Regions from separate parts of the Sus scrofa genome. Here region 2 is linked to region 1. Evidence: chromatin contacts called from public HiChIP or PLAC-seq data. All regions are on one chromosome and are shown on one strand. The core of a region is the stretch at or near the end of the contact, and the rest is flanking DNA. Distances in the headings are between cores, read along the strand shown.

Region 1 (3,744 bases), core at 1,231-3,730:
CAAGTGGTCACCATCCTAGTGCTTCTAGGCCCTTATGGGGCACAGACCTAGGACATTTACTTTTAAAATCGTGTGCGCAAATTGATATATCCAATTCAAAGGTATGACGGATTTTTTTCCTGAACTTCCTTGATTTTCTATTTATACCTCATTTCTCTTACACTGAAAGTCTTGTACTTTAAAACACTAAGGAGTTCCCATTGTGGCTCAGCAGGTTAAGAACCCAACTAGTATCCATGAGGATTCGGGTTCAATCTCTGGCCTCGCTCAGTGGGTTAAGGATCTGGCATGGCCAGAGGCTGTGGTGAAGGTCACAAGTGTGGCAACAGCAAATCTGATGTGGTGGCATCAGCTGGCAGCTGCAGCTCTGATTCAGGCTCTAGCCCAGGAATGTCCATATGTCACTGGGGGCAACCATAAAAAGAAAATAAAATTAAATTATTTGCATTATCCTACAATACACATAGTTTCAAAGCCACAGCAACAATACTACTACCATTAATTATAAAACAGAGTGAAGCTAAAGATTCCTTTGCACTTCTTTCTCATCCTTAGACTATATCCCACCAGATAATTCTCTTAGAGTACCCTGTCCAAAAGTCCTGGGGAAATAATCCTTTTCTCTGTGTAACAACACAGTTACGCTACCAATGTGACTCAGAGTTAAGCTTAATTTGCTATCAACTTTTGCTTCCTTTTAAATTTACTTTCTCTGCTATATAAAACTTTAAAAGTTCAAATTCAGAAAAAGTGTTGCTTTTCTTTCTCCTCCACCACCCTCTATATGTAACCCCCTTTTGTCCCGTCCCCACAGCATGCAAAATTCAGGGGCCAGAGATCAAACCCATGCCACAGCAGCAACCTGAGCCACCGCAGTGACGACACCGGACATTTAACCTGCGGAGCCACATGGGAACTTCCGCAGATAACCACTTATTTTTCTTTCTTTCTTTCTTTTCCACTTTTGGCCACCCCACAGCATATGGAGTTCCTGAGCTGCTGCAACTTCGGCAACACTGGAACTTTAACCCACTGTGAGGGGCCAGGGACCAAACCTGCCACACGATGCTCCCATGATGCCCCCCCCAACCTTTGCCAGTTTCACCACAGCAGGAACTCCTAGATGAATGACCATTTTTACTGTTTCTAAGATATGCTTCCAATTTTCCATATAGGTTGGGATGCATTTCATAGCAACACATAAATATTATCCTCATACTTTATGGTTGTACTGTATCCCATACCCCATGGTAGGGATGGATCATGTATAGCCAGTTCCCTACTAACGGACATATGGGTTATTTCTTTTTCTCTTTTTTTTGGTCTTTCTAGGTCTGCACCCGCAGCATGCGGAGGTTCCCAGGGTAGGGGTCAAATCAGAGCTGTAGCTGCCGGCCTACACCACAGCCACAGCAACGCCAGATCCATAACCCACTGAGGGAGGCCAGGGATCGAACCCATGGATGTTAGTTGGGTTTGTTAACCGCTGAGCCACAACAGGAACTCCGATTTCTAAACTTCTGTGAGGACAGTGCAACAAGAAACCTTGCCTACATGTTATTTCTGTATGTGAGGATGTATTTTCAGAATCAGGTTAGGGTTAGAGGTGGAATTTGCAAGACATGTGAATAAGTGCATATATAATCTTGGTACTCCATAGGGCTTGAATCACTTTCCAATTCCTACCAGAAGGTTAATGAGCACGGTTTATTCGTAGAATTCCAATGTGCATTTCCATTACGCGCGAGGACAAACAACCGTTCATATTTAAGGATCATTGCTGTTCTTTGGTGTGAAATGTCTATTCATGCCTTGCCCATTTTTCTCTTCGGATTTTGGTCTTTGAACACACTTTAATACTATCCTTATAGATTATCTCATTCCAGCACACGTCCTGAGGATAAATGGTTTGGGTAAGGCTAGATAATACCAGCCAAATTAAAAGAATTACCTGAATATATTCAAATTTTAAAACTTACATTACTAGGTTCAAAAACCTTCCAAGGTTCTCCGGTCCCTTGTTTCTGGATGACCAAGGTGCCCCTAGGGCTGCTGACATACGCACAACCTCTCCGCTAGACAACAATAGCTCCCCGGTTGCGCCTCGAGATGTCAAGGCGGGGACAAACCAAGCGTCCAAGAGGCCGTCCTTCCCGAAGAAAGAGGGAGCCCCGGTTTCTAAATTCTCAAAACCTAGTGAGGCCTCGCGGAGTCCACACTGCCCAGCCGCCCAGCCCACGGCCCGCTGCCGAGGTCGCACCTGGCCGCCAGCACGCGGAAGCACCACGGCTGGGAGCTGCACCAAGACGCGGCCAATCACGCGCCGCCTTCGCCCAGATTCCTCCGCCAGAGGCCGCGCTGCAGCCGCAGGTGGCCCAGCGAGCGCGTCCAACCAGCGCCACCGAGCGCGACCCCCGCCGGCCTTCCCGTGATGCCCCGCGGCTGACCTGCGACCTCGCGGCTCACCCCTCCCCGCGGCCCGCTTCCCTCCCCGCCCCCGCCGAGCTGGAAGCGCTGGGGCGGCCGCGGGCCGTGCCACTAGGCGCAGCTCCTCCCCGAGCGCCTCGAGGCCCCCAGCGGGCGCCTTCCATTCGTCTTTCCTCTCCGCGGCGGGGCCTGGCGGGCGGGTCGCTGCGTCCGCGTCCGGGAGGTGACTCGTCGGTGAGCGGGCCGAGCGCGAACATGGCGGGATGGAGAAGGGCGGGCGCCGGCGGCGGCGGCGGCGCGGGGCGGGGCGGCGCGGCGGGAGGAGCGGGGAAGGGGGTGGGGCGACGGGGCCTCGCTTCCTCCCTCAGCGCCATTTTGTGGCAGCGAGACCCGCAAATAAAGGGGAGCGCCAGGGCTGCGGCGGGAGGAGGCGCGCGGGGGCCGGCGGCAGCGCGGTCGGGCGGCCCGGGCAGCGAGCGGCGGCGCGCGGTCGGCCTATGTGACTGGGCGGCGCCCGCGCGGCCTCCGTCCGGAGAGGTAGGTGCGGGCCGGGCCCCGGCCAGAGCGGCGGCGAGGACCTCAGGGTCCCCGGGGCTGAGGCGCGGCCGCCTGGCCCGGCAAAGGGGCGGACAGGGCACGGAGGGCGACTCGGGGTCCCCGGGCCCGCCAGCCTCCCGTTAGCCGCGCCGCCTTCCTGCTGCGGGCACACTTCCGCCGCCCCGAGGCCATTTTACCTTCGCTCTCCGTCTCCGGGCCCGAGGGCGAGGTGGGCGCTCCCGCGGGCCGGCGGCACCGGGAGGCCGCCCCCTCGGCGCGCGTCCCGTCCCCGCCTCGGTGCCGCCGGCGCCCACCTCCTTTCGAGCGGATCCCGCGGTCTGGCGGCACCCACGAGCTCAGCAGGGGAGGGAAAGCAGCGTTCGTTGACCGAATTTCACGTCGCGCAGTGGGGTATTACCGCCGCTGCGTTTTCTTGTGGACTTCCATTTTCAAATGATTGCACGCATCGTGGTTTTTAAAATACATGCTCTTTTGAGCCCGAGATCTTCATAGCATTTTAAACTCTCGTCTTGGATTCCTATAAAGCTGTTTTTAATTTCTTAGAACCCTGTTTCTCTAGTCAGTGGGGAACACCTCAGTGGGAAAGTCCAGGTTCTTGTTTTGATGAAGTCACTTGGCTGTTTGATCCCAAAGGACTATGTGAAAATCCTAAGGAACCCTGATTGTGAAGTAGGAAACTGTTCTTTTGCCCGAGATAGAAAAATACTTCCATGGGTATGTTACAGTCCTGAGTTGCTCCTCTCGTTTTCCATCTCAGAA
Region 2 (3,306 bases), core at 470-2,969, 900 kb before region 1:
ATTTGCAGTTATCTTACAGAGGTTAAATTATTTTTCAAAGTTTAAAGGCTCCTTCCAAGAGACTTTGGTGACCCTAAACCATACAGGAAAGTCCCTGCGGTTAAAATATGAAAAAGGGTGAAGGGCATTTCAATGGGCTTTTAGTGGAAAGTACAGCAGTTGCACAAACCACTGGGCAGTTCCAACTTCCAAGGACAGATAACCATGGACCAAGAGGAGAGTTACAGAGCTCCAGGTAACTACATGAAGTTTGCTCTGCAGAGGCTGTTGGGAGGAGTGGTGTGGATACCGAGGGCAGGCCCTCTAGAAGGCAGACAAGGATACACGGGCCTTATCCTGCGCACAACACCCATCACGTTCAGCTCCTTTGTTCTCAGATACGTAGTTGAGATCTGGAATAATGAAGTCACTTAGCCACCTCCCTGGTGAGAGCCAGGATAAGGTGCAGAGAAACAAAATGCCAGGATACCAGGCTTCTTTCTACATTGCCATTTTCCTTCTTAAAGTTTTACTCAATATTCCTATCATACAAGCCTTTTTCCAATATGATAGGAGTTAACAGCTTACAGGGAAAAGCTTCCCTTGGCTAGCTGCTCCTGAACCACCGTTTCTCCCAATGACCCCTGGTCGCTACCATCATTCAAACACTGCTGACGACATTGCCACAGAAAGCTGTGCTAGGTAGGAAACTAGATAAAAATTGAAACTCTGAGATCAGTCCTTAGGCCTTACATATATATTCTTTTCCCCTCAAAACATTCTTGCGTAAATTTCGAAAATGGTAAAAATATCAAACCTTACCGTATTTATCTACACTTTTTATTTCTGACAGGCTGCATAATACACAGGACTCCATTCATCTGTATTTCAACAAGAATTATTTAGCAAAAAGACGGGCAACTTATTCTTCTCTAAGAGCAGTTCCCTTGGTATAATATTCCCTGAATGCTCATAAGCTTGAAGCAAAGCCAGGTAACAACACACTGTTACGATGAATGGCTTCTGCTGGGCAAATTACTGTATGCTTTATGCTGCTGCTCCACTGGGGCAATAAGAGGTGGCTTTTTTCCCCACAAACAGAAGCTTCCTACAGCTCAAACTCAAGCGGAAATGTACGTATGGTGGCCTGGGTGGGAGTGAGGCCAGCAGAGAACAGGTGTAGAACCAAAGACAAAGGCAGGTTCTCCTGTGGTACACGTGTGCCTTTTGCCCACCGCCTGAGCATCAAATCTGCCCGACTGGACGGACTTGGAAGATATAACTGTACGTGCGGGTCGCGCATGCTGCTCACTGCGGAGTCTTGCAAATTTCAGCCAGCGGACGCACCAGCGGCCTCCGTCTTCCCCACCCCAGGGCGGGGTCTGCACACGGAATCAGAGGGGCGAGGGACCGCGCTCTCCCGGGGACGCACGCGGCGCGCGCGCCTTCACGCCCCGCCCCCGAGCCCCGCCCTGGGCAGGACAACGACGCCGGGAGTCCGCCGGGCGGGGGTTCGCCGGGAAGCGCGCCGCAGGGCACCGCTGCAGGCAGCCGGCGCCGGGGACGGCCGCCCCCCACATCCCGACACAGCCCGGGTGCCGGCACACGCCCCTGGCGGCCGCCGCCCACCCGCACCCGGAACTCCCAGCCTCCGCCCTTCCCGCCGTCGACACGGCCGTTACCTCCTCGGTAGCCTGGTAGTCTTCCATCTTCCCTCCTGCGAGTCGCCTCCGCCTCCCTGAGTGGAGCGCACTGCGCAGGCGCACTCAGGCCCCGCCCCGCGCTCGCGTCCGGCCCCGCCCTCCCCTAGGGCCCCGCCCAGGCCGCTCTAGGGCGCCGCCCTTACCCTGGGGCCTGTGCCGCCCTGGCCCGCCCGGCGGGTATTTGGGATGAGCCCTTGCCGCTCTGGTTCTCCGGGGTGGGGGTGGGGGTGTTTACCGCGGGAGCCCCACCCCGGTGTCCCGGCAGCTCCCTGGGCCGCTGCAACTGAAACAAAACAAACGGACAAGCCAGTCCGGGAGGGGGAGAGTCTTCCCGGCCCCTCCCTCCAGTTTGTACTGGGTGGGTTAATTTGAACGTTCAAGCGGGTTTGGACACCTAGTACAGACTGCAAAGTGATTTCTCAACATGATGGGAAGTCTGAGATAGTGTTTGCAGTCCCCTTGGGGATCCAGGATCAGGAACTTTAGTTCTAAACGAAACCTTCCTTTGGGGGAGGTAAGTTTTTCATATAAATGAGATTCTTTTTTTTTTTTTCTTCAAGCACCATTAAAAAAAAAAAAAAAGGCCTTTTGGTTGGAAAATGTAAAATGCTGCATACTTTGTGATTGCCTTAAGCAGCATGACCTAGACGTACACTTAACTTGTATAGGGTCGTTATAAAAATTAGTAATTGCTCTGGGCTCTGGATTCTCTCCAGGAATAGCTGGGTCTATGCACCTGCTTGCATGTGAGTGAGGCTCAGACCTTTGACTTTGGGGCTACTTTCTCTGTTGTTTTCTTTTAACCACGCCTTCGAAGTCAAATGTCACTTCTTACCTCACCAAATCCCAGGAGTTAAAACCCACTTCCTCCTCCTAGGAAGGGCTGACCACAGCACCCTGAGTCTGGGTAGAATGAAGCGGTAGAGCCCACGTTCAGTCACATCTGCAGCCCTTGTTTCCACTTCTAGAATCTAAGTTCCATGCTGGCAAAATCCATTTTATTCACCAATGTATCCCCTGCCCCTTTCACTGTACATGGTAAATATTTTAATTTAAAATGTGTTGAAGGAGTTCCCATTGTGGCACAGCGGAAACAAATCCAACTAGGAACCATGAGGTTGCGGGTTTGATCTGTGGCCTTGCTCAGTGGATTAGGGATCTGGTGTTGCTATGAGCTGTGGTGTTGGTCGCAGACACGGCTCAGATCTGGCAATGCTGGGGCTGTGGCTTAGGCTGGCCGCTGTAGCTCTGACTGGACCCCTGGCCTGGGAACCACCATATGCTGTGGGTGCGGCCCTCAAAAGACAAAAGACAAAAAAAAAAATGTATTGAGTGACTCATCTCCCCACACATTAGTTCCGCTTTATACCCAGTTGCAGAGAACTGAGTAGAGGGAGGTGCAGTCGCCTGCCTCCTTGTGGGAAAGGGGGGCACAGAGGAGGGCAGAGAGTGAAAGGCACGAGAGGGCCCTGCCCTGAACACCTGACCTGAGCAAGGGGACCTGCTCAGTGGGGACAGGCTGTTCGCTCCAATTCTTAACTCTCTCTCTCTTTTGAGTTTTGGTTTCTTCCTGTTATGTGGCTTCAGCTCACCTGTTCCAGTGTTTCAGCCTCGAACCTCAGTC

What was found. HiChIP or PLAC-seq counts read pairs in DNA pulled down with a chosen protein or histone mark.
Region 2: an H3K27ac HiChIP or PLAC-seq map of alveolar macrophages shows a contact between it and region 1. The contact joins the promoter of DYNLT1 here to the promoter of WTAP in region 1. A contact is called at or near these places in 1 of 5 promoter capture datasets (liver) and 1 of 2 datasets of contacts at active chromatin or transcription factors (alveolar macrophages).

What each region holds. Positions count from the first base shown.
Region 1 is chr1:7,650,327-7,654,070 of Sscrofa11.1, reverse strand. WTAP (WT1 associated protein) reads left to right here and starts at 2,480. Exons shown (of 8, transcript NM_001244241.1): 1 at 2,480-2,661. LOC102157641 reads right to left here and starts at 3,431. Exons shown (of 5, transcript XM_013992444.2): 1 at 3,428-3,431; 2 at 3,137-3,302; 3 at 2,864-3,036; 4 at 1,980-2,790. The coding sequence starts at 3,431.
Region 2 is chr1:8,554,496-8,557,801 of Sscrofa11.1, reverse strand. It overlaps DYNLT1 (dynein light chain Tctex-type 1), which reads right to left and starts at 1,719. Exons shown (of 5, transcript NM_001145385.1): 1 at 1,662-1,719. The coding sequence starts at 1,688.